2 separate regions of the Mus musculus genome follow, and region 2 is linked to region 1. Evidence: chromatin contacts called from public HiChIP or PLAC-seq data. All regions are on one chromosome and are shown on one strand. The core of a region is the stretch at or near the end of the contact, and the rest is flanking DNA. Distances in the headings are between cores, read along the strand shown. Region 1 overlaps Abcc4 (ATP-binding cassette, sub-family C (CFTR/MRP), member 4). Region 2 has its middle 7.4 kb from the start of Gm22379.

Evidence for each region. HiChIP or PLAC-seq counts read pairs in DNA pulled down with a chosen protein or histone mark.
Region 2: a FOXA1 HiChIP or PLAC-seq map of pancreatic cancer cells shows a contact between it and region 1. The contact joins two enhancer-like sites. A contact is called at or near these places in 2 of 115 datasets of contacts at active chromatin or transcription factors (embryonic stem cells and pancreatic cancer cells).

What each region holds. Positions count from the first base shown.
Region 1 is chr14:118,562,633-118,568,825 of GRCm38.p6, reverse strand. The region is part of intron 19 of Abcc4 (ATP-binding cassette, sub-family C (CFTR/MRP), member 4); the gene reads left to right. Among named protein-coding and RNA genes, the nearest start is that of Mir6391, 27 kb to the left of the region's middle. Within about 2 kb of position 2,290, at least 96 of the 459 cell types and tissues checked have an H3K27ac peak or open chromatin away from gene starts, as enhancers often do. A contact at or near this core is called in pancreatic cancer cells, where this site is marked.
Region 2 is chr14:118,764,634-118,770,826 of GRCm38.p6, reverse strand. No RefSeq gene overlaps it. Among named protein-coding and RNA genes, the nearest start is that of Gm22379, 7.4 kb to the left of the region's middle. Within about 2 kb of position 2,591, at least 21 of the 459 cell types and tissues checked have an H3K27ac peak or open chromatin away from gene starts, as enhancers often do. A contact at or near this core is called in pancreatic cancer cells, where this site is marked.

The DNA.
Region 1 (6,193 bases), core at 1,041-3,540:
ACAGGATTGCCATAAGAAGTCTTTTTCAAGCAGTAAATTAATTTAAGTGGCATGTACCCCACCTGAATTTTCTTACGAGTTGGCAGTTTAGATAAATGGATATTATAATCGCTGAGCATTCTGGACCAACAGGCCAGGGCCAGCGTGGGAGACGCTACAATAGTGATAATATTCTGTCAGTCTGGGGCAGGGAAGGAGACAGCGAGAGGAAAAATCCAGGGTGTGTTTTCTTATTTGTATTTATAAGATGCCTGTGGGGAATCAGGAAATGCTGTATGGCAGTTTACATGGCACATGGTGGGAGATAAGGCCGAAAGCATGCTGCCTCGCAGGCCCATGGAGGAGATGCAGGGCAGGCCGGTTAATCGACAGCTGTGTCTGACGATACGCCCACCATCACCAGCAAAGATTCCCTCCCTGCTTAACCCCACCATTTCCTTGAAGAATGCGGTCTATTTTTAATGACTTTATTGATTTGACGATTGGTTTACAACGAGCTGTATTTATTGCTGGAACGTTCGGTCCCCGTCAGCACTTTAATACACATAAATCTACTTTTGGCACCACTTTGATAGACTGTAAAACTGCTTATATTTGCAGGAAAATTTGTTTTGCCACGGTGTGTTTATGTTAGACTCGGTGTGAATTTTTCCCCCTCCTTGAAATCATTTTATGTCATAGCTTAGCTGAGAAATAGACACACTCGGGGATGCTCACATCAGGCACTGTTGAGGCAACATAAAACAAATTGAGGAGTTCACAGCCAAGAGGTCACAGTTTCAGTTTCACATGGAAGGTTCTCTGATGCTTTAATTTTTACTGTGGTGTGAAGATGTCACAGTGTTTGCCTCACAATTTACACACACACACACACGCACACACACACACACACACACATATATATATACACACATATACTCATATATATATATGTGTGTGTATATACTTTATATATTTACTTTTTAATATTTATATTATATATTATTTTATATTATATTATATTATATTATATTATATATTTACCTTATCATATATATGTGTGTGTGTATACATATGATAAAGTAAATACCTAGTAAGTATATCCTATGTTTACTGTTATAATAATCTGTATATAATTTCAGTATTTTGCACACAAGAGCCAGTGAAAGGGGGACTGTATTTCCCATTATTCAGTATAAGTGGAGTTAAAATAAATTTTCTATGAGACTTCCTAACTTTTTCATTTAAATAATGTTATATCTAATTAGCTTTGATGTGTTTTAATGAATGCAATTTTGAGGTATGAACTCACTCACACACACACACACACACACACACACACACACACACACACACACATATATTATATGCCTTTTCCACTAAATTTCTTAGTACATATTCTCTTCTTCAGTGAACAGAACTATAATTTTTATTTAGTTAGTTTTTGAAATTTTAATTTAATTAACGTATTTATTTCCACGTTTTTACCAGTGGGACCCAGGACCTCCTCCATGTCCAAACACACTACCACTGAATTTTATTTTTACCTTCACGATAAAACCAGTGATAACCTAGTGATTGATTATGCTTGGGTTAGACTAAGGCAAATAGATGTGATGTGTTGATAAATCCCCCACCAAGTGGATCCCTATGCGGTATTACAGCCTGGAACCCACTGGAATCCTTGTCTACCTCTGAGATCGCTAACTCAGATCCAAATATACGATGATGTGCAAAGGTTCTGCTTTAAATAGGCAGCAGCATTTGTGGCCCCGAGTATAGGTGAGCATGCTTCCAGTCCTGGGGCTTCCCTCCACAGCAGATGCCCAGCAGTGGCTCTCTCTCTGCCTGAGGCTCTCTCCACAGGAAGAAATGAACTTGCAGAGCAGTTTAAGAGTCCTGAGCTGTGCTCAGCAGCCTTTGGCAATTATCAGCCAAACTGGAAGTGGGTCGGTGGGTTTTCAGTGGAAACTGTGTTATAATGGGACATTTAATTTCAAAGAGCCTTGTTGATAAGGGAGGCACAGGGAACCAAAATTGTCCTATGGGTTTTTGCTGGGCTGGCAAGTTGTGTGGGTTTGTATAGCGGGAAATCACTTCCTTCTGTGGAGATGGTCCCAGCTTCTTTGTGTGTGTGTGTTGAGGAGAGGGGGCACGGTGGACGGTGGTTCTGAGTCTGGGCTTTGCGAGCACAGCATCCAGGTAGGTGGAGTCTGCTGTCCAGCTCTGCATGCATCCAGATGGGAAGAGAAACGTTGCCGGCTGTCGTGTTCTGGGCGGACTTGCAGACGCCTCTGGGCATAGGAGCAGCTGAATACATGGTGAATCATGCAGTCGAACAGCCTGCTAAGTGAGGGAGAAAAGAATATCACGCACAGAGGTTTGATGTCTTTTTATGGGAGAACAAAGGAGTTTCGATTCTTTCACGTTGAGTTTAGCTTAGCCATTGTGTGGCAAAGGAGGTTTAATGACTCATTGTTTAACTAAGGGCTTGCCAAGTATTTGACCATTAAATAGTCTCCAGTGTGTAGAGAGTTCTCCTCTCACAGACTTCTTACTTGACTGTGATTAATTGGCATCGAATTGTTATTTAATTACCTCTGCAGAAATCTAAGAACAGTTTGTGTTCTGATTAAGTTATTTGATGTAATAACAGCTCCTCAGAGCTGGGAAGGTCAGCACAGCCTTTGGGACAACTCGCCACCAAGATGGCCCAACTTCTGTTGCCTGGAACTCAACAGAGGATCTCCAAAGTATTAAAAACTGAGAGTCGCAAAAGTAGCTTTTACTTAAAATATATGCATGTTTGACAGTTGTGAACTTACATTGTAAGTCTGCAAAGCTTACACTGGAATTTGTGAGAAGCTATTAATTGGCTCATGTTAAACCCTTGAAGCAAGAAGGCATGGAGCCTGTCCCCTCCTACAGCCCAAACACTTCACAGTGATGCCCATTGGCAACATTGAGCTGGAGAAGGCCGCCAGCTGGATGCATTGAGGGGGAGAAACATCGGGGCTTAGGTGTGGTTTTGGCTTAGGAATGGCTGACCTAGTGATGGGGGATGAAGGCCGTCCTTATGAGGGTAGAGTTTGGAGTGGCGAGGCCCACACCATAGAAGGGAGACACTTGAACCTGGAGACCAGGCAAGGTGGAGGAATGGAAAGAGGCAGATATTGAAAGAAGAAATAATGACATCCTGAAGCATGCGTGGCGTTTCAGAGGAGAGTACGATGCTGTTGACGAAGTCAAGAAGCCTGAGAGTTGAGCAACAGTAGCTACCTGCTTTAGAAATCCTTGAAGTCTTAGACTCAGCTAGGGATACTGAGGTGGGGAGAAGTTTAATGCTGGGACTGGGAGAGACCTGGGGGCTGGGGAGGGTGGTGGTATTTTAATAGTTCAGAATTCTCTGTGAGGACAGGGTGATGGTTTAACTAACACATGTCCAGAGCTTTCCCTGACAAGATAAGTAAGTTAAAGCCATTACAGTACTGTGTCCTATTGTTGCTGCAAAGCTTATCTGGACTTAGAAGTAACACAGTAGTCCAAGAGGCTGTTCTTTGTAAACACTTTCTTTAAATCCTAACAAAGGTGTATATATTTACGGTTAACAGCCAAGCCAGCTTGGCGTGACATCTGTTGGCAATTCCCTGGTATTAAAATGATGCGCTGAAGATAGAAGTGAAGAGCAGATTTGGGTGTTGGTTGATGAATTTCCAGCACACCTTCAGTTGTTTTACATAGGGCGGGTAGTGGGAGGGCCCATTGTCTTCAAGTTCCATCATGTCCTCACGCCAAATGTTTTGCTGTCCTATTTTTTTTTTTTGAACGTTGCGTGCGCTCGTGTAAGTGTTGGAAATGGAAAGAGCTGATTTTGCATGTCAGGCGGCAGCTACCAGTCAGGGTAATATCAGTGAGTTGGACGCTGACCTTTGTGGAAGTAGAATTCCTTGGCTCCAGGAGTGCTTTTGGCAGCTGCCGCCATCTTGGTGCAGTCACGTTCTTGAGACAGATGGGTATTTTCAGGCCTTTGTTTTTGTTCTCTTAATACCCATTTTTATGAACGAATTCATGAGCATTTGGCCATGAATGATAGTCAAGGCATGCCCCGCTTGGACAAGCAAGCAGTATGTTCCTGCAGCAGGAGAGGTCAAATGGTTGTCAGCTTCCTGTTTTCTGAGCAACAGAAGTTCTTAGCTTCCTGCATGGTTCACAGTCTAAGAATCTCCTGTATGCAAGTTATGTTTGAGCATTTTCCAACACACAGGCTTTGTAGCTTTTCATCAGACCTGCTTTATTCTATAGTTCCAGTCTGGGAGAGTCTTCTAGAGATCTGCGCTTCCTATATCGTACACAGTTACGTGGTTATGTGCAACATGGTTGAAATTCATTCATTGAAGTCTCTCTCTCTCTCTCTCTCTCTCTCTCTCTCTCTCTCTCTCTCACACACACACACACATGCACAAACACGCACACACACCAGAGTATTTCTGACTGAAATCCTCAAGATGAACTGGACGCTGCAGCAGCTGGTCTTTTGGGTTTAGCTGTTGTTCCTTCACAGAATTCATGCCTGATTCTGCGATAGACAATTTTGGGGTGCCTCATACTTCCAGTCTCAATAATATTTCGTCTCTTAGCCTTGGCACTAATAGAATTTAATTAGAATTTCTCTTGTGCTTGGCAGAGGAGCCACAAGTGGCCGACTTCTGAAGGTGGTAGGCCTTACAGCCACAGAGGCAGCTCAGCGTGTGCATCTTATTGGGGCGCTTTTCAAAGAATGGCATTCTTTTCTTATCTTGCATCTACCTGTGAGGCCAAAGAGAGCAGAAGAGGAGGAAGCACTTCGGCTGCTTCATGTGTTTGTTGTGTTCATTCATTGTTAATCTATTTACTCAAAGTGACTTAGGTCACTTAATATTGAGGTGGAGTTATTTTAAATCTTTTACTTCAATTGCTGTTAGCCAAGAGAGCCTTCCCGAAACTCTTCTGACCAGGGGTGATAGTTAAAGTATTTAGCACCCGACACAGCTGCCATTAGTCAATCAGAGAGGGGCAGAGGCGTCCACAGCAGATTTGCTCATAACCATTCGTGCCAGAGTAATGCCTGCCCAGCCTGACACCTCTCTGGCTCCTTCTTCCTAGCAGGTGTTTAATAGAGCTTGCAGAGCTGTTCTGTAAAGCAGCAGCAGCGAGTCATAGATGTGTTGACAAGAGCACGCCTTCTGAATCCCCGTAATACTGGGTGTGGGTCCAGCTTGGCGACTTAGTAACTTGGAGTTAATTTCCTTGAGTTATATTCTTCATCTCAACGTCTGAGCTGCCTTGTCTTTAAATGGGGACAGTATCATTGTTATAGTGCAGTGACTGTGTGTGTATGTCCTGTTTTGCAGTCTCTGACCTTCAGTGTCTGGTATGTATGTGATGGTGCTTTAGAAACTAAGAGTGAGCCCAAATGACCATAAGAAAGTCTGCCATCGGTCCTGCATGGTGAGGGTGCGGTGTGAATTGGCATGGGCTCCATCAGTGCATGGTGAGGGTGCAGTGTGAATTGGCATGGGCTCCATCAGTGCATGGTGAGGGCGCAGTGTGAATTGGCATGGGCTCCATCAGTGCATGGTGAGGGCGCAGTGTGAATTGGCATGGGCTCCATCAGTGCATGGTGAGGGTGCAGTGTGAATTGGCATGGGCTCCATCAGTGCATGGTGAGGGTGCAGTGTGAATTGGCATGGGCTCCATCAGTGCATGGTGAGGGCGCAGTGTGAATTGGCATGGGCTCCATCAGTGCATGGTGAGGGTGCAGTGTGAATTGGCATGGGCTCCATCACAGAGTCAGAGGTGGGGGGCGATCTCTTGGGCCATTTTCTGTAGATCCCTAGCATATGTGTCTGGAGCTGGCTTGGAGGTAGACAATGTCCTCTCATCCAAGTGTGCCCCCTCCCCTGGCTCTTCCACGCTTCCTCCTTACAGGCACAGCTTTCGAGAACCATGGATAGAAGTCGAAAATGAGATATCTTCCCTACTGTAGGGAATTTCTGGTGGAGTCTCTCAGTGCTTCATCTTTTCCCACTGCTGTTGCATACCCAGGACTGTCTCCATCTTGACATACTATAGGTTGTCCATGTTCTCTCATCCAGGCAAACACTTGTTGGCCTTTGATCTTTCCCGATTTTGAGTTCTGAAGGAGCCTTTTCCCCAGCCCGGATTCTGTACAAAC
Region 2 (6,193 bases), core at 1,342-3,841, 200 kb before region 1:
CTCTGACTAGATACAACATAAAATATCCCATTTATGGCCTACATTCTGCCACATGGCTGGTTACCTGTGCTCAGGTACCATGCTTCTGGCTTGTCACATCTTCCCAGTGAATCTCCCCACTTCCTTCTCTCCCAGAATTCTCTCTTCTCCTGATGTTCCACTTCTATTTCCCTCCTAAGCCACAGGCTTTTTAACTCACAGGTGATAGTGCATCTATACAATAGACAAGCTGTTCTCTCTACACTCAGTACTTGCTAGCACACAAAGCCCTGTGTCCTTAGCACCCTGGAATGAAGCCTGCCTGGAATTCAAGAGCTTGGGAGCTGGGGCGGCAACTGGAAGGTCGGGAGTTCTCTGTCATCCTCTGCTACTTAATGTGGGCTGTTGAGACTGCATCTGCCCCCACCAGGTCCTGGATGAAGTCTCTCTGGTCGCCTTAGAACACGCTGCAGGCCAGGACACGCCTTGACTGCCTCTAACCAAGGGCGGTGGCCTGGAGCTGAGAGTGAAGGCCAACCTTTCCTCCGTACGCTGCTTTTCTTACCTTGCTTTTGGTCAGGGTGGTTTTTCTTGTGGTGGTGGAGATGGTTTTGGTTTTTTAATTTTTAGTTTTTTAACTGAAAAAAGTAGGTTTTTTTTCCCAAACTCCTCCCAGACTCTTCCCATCCAAATCCACGCCTTTTTTTTTCTTGCTCTCTCTCTCTCTCTCTCTCTCTCTCTCTCTCTCTCTCTCTCATTAGAAAATAGTCATCTAAGAAGAAAAAAACAACCACAACAATAATAATTACAATGCAATAAAAACAGAGAAAAAAATGAGCCAAAGATCAAAGCTACAAAAAGCACAGGCTTTCAAAATGAAATTGTTTCCATAATAAGAGGCATAGACAACGTCCTTCCTCTCTGTCCACCCATACACAGCTAGGAAAGGTCCCATGAAGATTCAGCAAGAAGGTGAGTGGCTGACTGCTCTCCACATACACAGTTTGTATGTATGTTGTTGTTGCTGCTGGCACCTCGATCCTTAGCTTGTAATCTCCAGGAACCTTCTACCTCTGATGTCTGTAGACACCTGCTGTGTCTGACCAAACTTCAGTCTCACATTCATGCGACCTCCAGGGCTGAGGTGGCTAAGAGCATCAGCACAGACGATCTTTGGATGGCTCAGGATTCAGGCCCCATGACCCTTGTCTGTCCCGTGTGGATCCTCTTCTAAGCTCGTCAACTTTTGATCTGGATGTCTTTCTGCTCCGTGATCCTGGAATGGCTCACCTCGGAGCTCCACTGCATCAGGTTATACCGGCAAACAGCAGATGATCGTCAAGTTGTAGGGGTGCCATGCCAGAATTTCTATCATGAGCAGGTTAGGGAAAACAATTTGGTTGGAAAGAGGCCAGAGGGAGGCCTGGTGGCCTCATTTGCAATTTGGGCTACCCTAACCAAATACCACTGGCCAAATGGCATCAACAAAAGTGCACTAGAAGGACCCCCTTCTCTGGGTCCAGAAGCGGATGCCCTGGTATCAGTAAGGTGTGCAGAAGCTTGGCATTCCCACACCCTCATCTGTGGGAAAGCGTTGTTACCTGCTGTTTATAGCTCTAGTTTTTTAAACTTCTGAAAAATGATTACATTTATTAATTGAAAGAGGAGTGTGTGTGTGTGTGATGTGTGTGTGTGTGTGAGATGTGTGTGTGCTGTGTGTGTGTGCTGTGTGTGTGTGAAATGTGTGTGTGAGATGTGTGTGTGTGAAATGTGTGTGTGAGATGTGTGTGTGATGTGTGTGTGTGATGTGTGTGAATGTGTATGTGTGTGTGATGTGTGTGTGACTGTATATGTGTGTGTGATGTGTGTGTGTGATGTGTGTGTATGTGTGTGCGTGTATGTGTGTGTGTGATATGTGTGTGAGTGTATATGTGAGTGTGTGTGTGTTTGTGTGTGTGTGTGTGTCAGTGGATAGCTTGTAGGAGTTGATTCTTCCCTTCCACGATGTGTGTCCCTGGAATTGACTCTCACTGTCAGGCTTGGTGGCAAGTGCCTTCACTCATGCCGCCATCTCGCTGGCCCCAACACTCTTTATTCTAGTTATCCCAACATGGCTTACGGAAGATTCACTTGCTTATTAACTCTGCTGAGCACACCCTCTTAGTTTCACTTGTGTTTATTTAACTTGGTTACGGGAAAACCAAGCACCTTACGGTCATTCCAGAATCACCCAGATAAGACACCTTATCTGTGACTGCACAGGAACCACGGATCACTGGCGGATTTATTAATACGGGTTAGCAAATGTGTAGCAGGCGTTGGGTGTGACTTTCACACTCACTCATTCAGGGGAAGGCAACTTTTAAACGCTGTGCATTTACGGAACGTGGTGCTGTCACGGTACACCGTGCATGATTGCACATCTATACCTTATTATTCAATGTCGGAATACGTCACGTTTAGCCATCCATTCCCCCCTCTTACGACCGACCGTAAGTCAGGCCTCTTGTAGCCTTTCCTAGGTGTGTGGGTGAGGAGAGCTAAGAACCCCAATCACCTTGAACACGCGCTAGGGATCCACACATCCTGCCCACTCTTGCAGTTGCATATCGTGACCAGTAGGTGGCGGCCACACACCAATAAGACACTGTGGCCACCGACTCAGCTCAGAAGGCTCAGAAGGGAGGTGACCTGAAACTAGAACTCTTCTTAAGAATGATTGGCCGTGGAAGTAAATGGAAGCAGAAGACCAGAGCTGAGGCTAAGACGGCTGATTACTTACTTCCGATATCCGGTCTTCCAATCCTCTATCTTCCCAGGACCAGAGAGTTTAGCTTTAATTTCCTTACTGAGAAAGACAGCCGTGAGTCACTTGGTGAGAAGTTAGTGGAAGGATGTTACTGAGCATCAAGTACAGCACCATGCAACTACTAAGTACACAGTACTCTGGAGGAACTGGAACACCATAGAAACTTAATATCTTGTCGTTGAGAAGTAGTCACAAATTGAGCGCTCTACACCTGGAGGATATTATTTTCGCCCCGGTTTCTCTAATCCTTGTTGTTGGGGGAGGTGTTTGTGCACTGTGTAGTCACATGCTGATTTCTGGCTGCAGCCTGGCCCTGGGTGTTGTCATTATTTTTGTTTGTTTGTTTGTTTGTTTGTTTTTCCAGACAGGGTTTCTCTGTATAGCCCTGGCTGTCCTGGAACTCACTTTGTAGACCAGGCTGGCCTTGAACTCAGAAATCCACCTGCCTCTGCCTCCTGAGTGCTGGGATTAAAGGCGTGTGCTACCATGCCCGGCTCCGGTGTTGTTATTATTATGAAGCTTTTCATGACATTTCGTGATTTTGTAAAACACGGTTGTCCACCATCTTCTGACTGGTCAGTAAAGAGCTGGTCAGCTTATGTCTGGGCTGGAGAGGATAAGAGAGCCTTCTGTGCCCAGAGAGAGAAGGCAGAGGGTATCAGATGGGGGAAGAGATGCCAAGAGGGCAGGACTGAGGAAAGCCAGAGGGAGACCAAGATGGCAGGAATGCCCTGTGGCTGGAAAATAGTCCAGACCAGCACAGTCCAGTTAGAATATCAGAATCTGCCCAGCTCAGTGCCTGAAGTTTTCAATAAATATACCAGGTCTCTGTGTCATTATTCAAAGCAAGGGCAGGCATAGAAAAGCTCACCCTTTTACATTTGGCACCCAATTAATTCCTGCCGCACAGAAAAGCCCCTTACACTTACACCATGTTTTGTAGAAGGGCATCTGACACTTCACCGATGGTCTAATAGACTTACATGGAGCCCTTTCACGGAACCCTCCAGTTCTCTACACTCTGGGTCAGTCCTTCCAAGGTTGGGAGTATCCAAGGCAAAAGTGATGCCAGTGGGGTTATATCCTAAAGACAGGGGTTTCCCCACGGTCCGGAGCCAGTGTGCCTCCCAGCAGTGCTTCATCAAAGAGAAGAGAATGGTGCTCAAGAGCAGCCATCCCACTTGCCCTGGTGCTGCAGCGGGTTATCAGTCTAATAACAGATTGATCACGAAGAAGAGGGAAGCCACAGAGAAAACACCCTGGACACTGCACTTCCTCCCTTATAAATATCCATAAACAAACAGAAGCAGCGGGCTTCACAGCAAAGGTCATTGATAGATCATCCTTTACCTTTCAGAGGTAATTTAAAGCTACCCTCAGCTACCACAGGCATTGAACGGTGTTGTAGGCTGCGACTGTAACTCTGAGTCACAGCTGTGACACAGTCTGCTGTGGTTTAGGGAAAAGCAGAACCTTGGGTTGAGGCAGAAGGATCACTGGATTGAACCAGTCTGGGTTGACAAAGTCAGGTGAGAAAGGGAGGAGAGAAAAGAGAAAGACTACAGCCCAGCTTTGTGGTGTGGGGGAGGGGGAGACCTGACAAGAAACAGTTTGCACGAAGAAACTTTTAGAAATGGGCTAAGAGGAGAGGGGTAGATAGAGACTACGTTGGTTATAAGAACGAAGATCCTAGAATCCAAGAGTCATAGTTAGGCCTGCTACAGGCTTGCCCACAGCCTGGTCTTATGTGTGACATTTTCATAATTGAGATTTACTTGGGGGCGTGGTTTTAGAGGAGTCCACACATTCTTTCTTCTTATTCCTGCTTTGGGCCCCCATGGAGGCAGAACGTCTCTGCAGAAGCACCCGATGGAGACAGCTGCCCATCTCACTGTGCCAGGGAAGGGCATAGACAGGAGAAGGCTAATTCTGCCGGTGACCGTAACCGCCAAGTGAAATGTGGAGTCCTCCACCAGGCTCCACCCATAACAGCTTTCATCAGCTAACATGCAGGCGTTGTACAATCCTTATCCAAACTGTGGGGTTAGTTTGCTCATTACAGCCTTAGTGAGACAGCAATGTAAATGCCATTGAACAATAAACGTGTTTCTAAAAGGCATGTATATTCATACAGTGAAGTGTTATGCATCCTTGAGAAGGATGTCCTGTCCTGTGTTAAATGGATATTAAATGAAATATGCCAGTCACAAAAAGATAAATGTATGACTCCATTTACTGAAAAAGTCAGACTTGCAGGGACTAGGCATAACTACGACTGCTAGGGACTAGAGCATGGAGGGAACTGGGAACGGAGTTTCAGTCGTGCAAACCGAAAACATTCCAGAGATGCAATGTACCACAATACACACGTAATTAACAATGTTGGGGGTGGTGACTCCGTGTAGGGTCATAGAATGTGAGGGTCATGTGGGTGGGTATGAAAATTTGGCGAGAGTTAAGGGCTTCTGTCATGCAATGATCAAAAATTAATCCCGAATCAAGCATGCTGTGAATCTAAGGTATTTCTGGCAACCTTCACTTCCGTTACGTCATGGGACTTCGCCTCAGCCTTGGTCCTGAATACATCCTGTGTTCTGTACACACTGGCATGCCAGCCACACAATGCAAGCAAGGTTATCTAAAACACCATGGCTCAGATCTAACACTGCTCTGTGCTATGGGTCTCAGTAATTTTTTTTCATTATACTTTCTTCTCCTACAGAAACATAATGGTTTAATTATGGAAAACAAAGATATGTAATATATCCCTATCCTAATTCCTTAGCACATAAACATCATGTCTTATACTCTGGATTGTGTCAGAACGTTTGATTTTAATTGCGGTTTGAGTTGCTAAATTGGATTTAATGAAAAACTGTTAAATTAAATCATTAATTCATCTTGGGATTAAGACAGAATTTCCAATCTGCCGTTTTGTGCTGTGTATTTCTTTTTGAGAATTGTCATTCCAGCATTAACAATTATAATAAAAATATTGACTAATTCTGAAAAAAATTACTGAAAATATCCTACGTCTCACAGTAGCAAATATTAACCCAAGATTTAGATCTTTATATAGAAATAAGCAACCACATCCATCTTACTTGCTTCAATCTGTAGTAAATGGTAAAATTATATGTATACAAAAGAAAGCATTGCTTTAAAATAATCTTCCAGGGCTAGGGATTAGCTCAGTTGGTAGAGTACTTGTCTGGCATGCACAAGCTGCAGCCCCACATAGGACTGGGTGTGGTGATGTATGTCTGCATCATAGACATTGGGGGATAGAGGTAGGACGATCAGAAACTCAAGGTCATCCTTCAGTACTTAGGTAAGTACTTAGTACTTAGGAGGTAAGTCTGATCTACATGAGACCTTGTCTCAAAAAAAGAAAAAAAATTATAA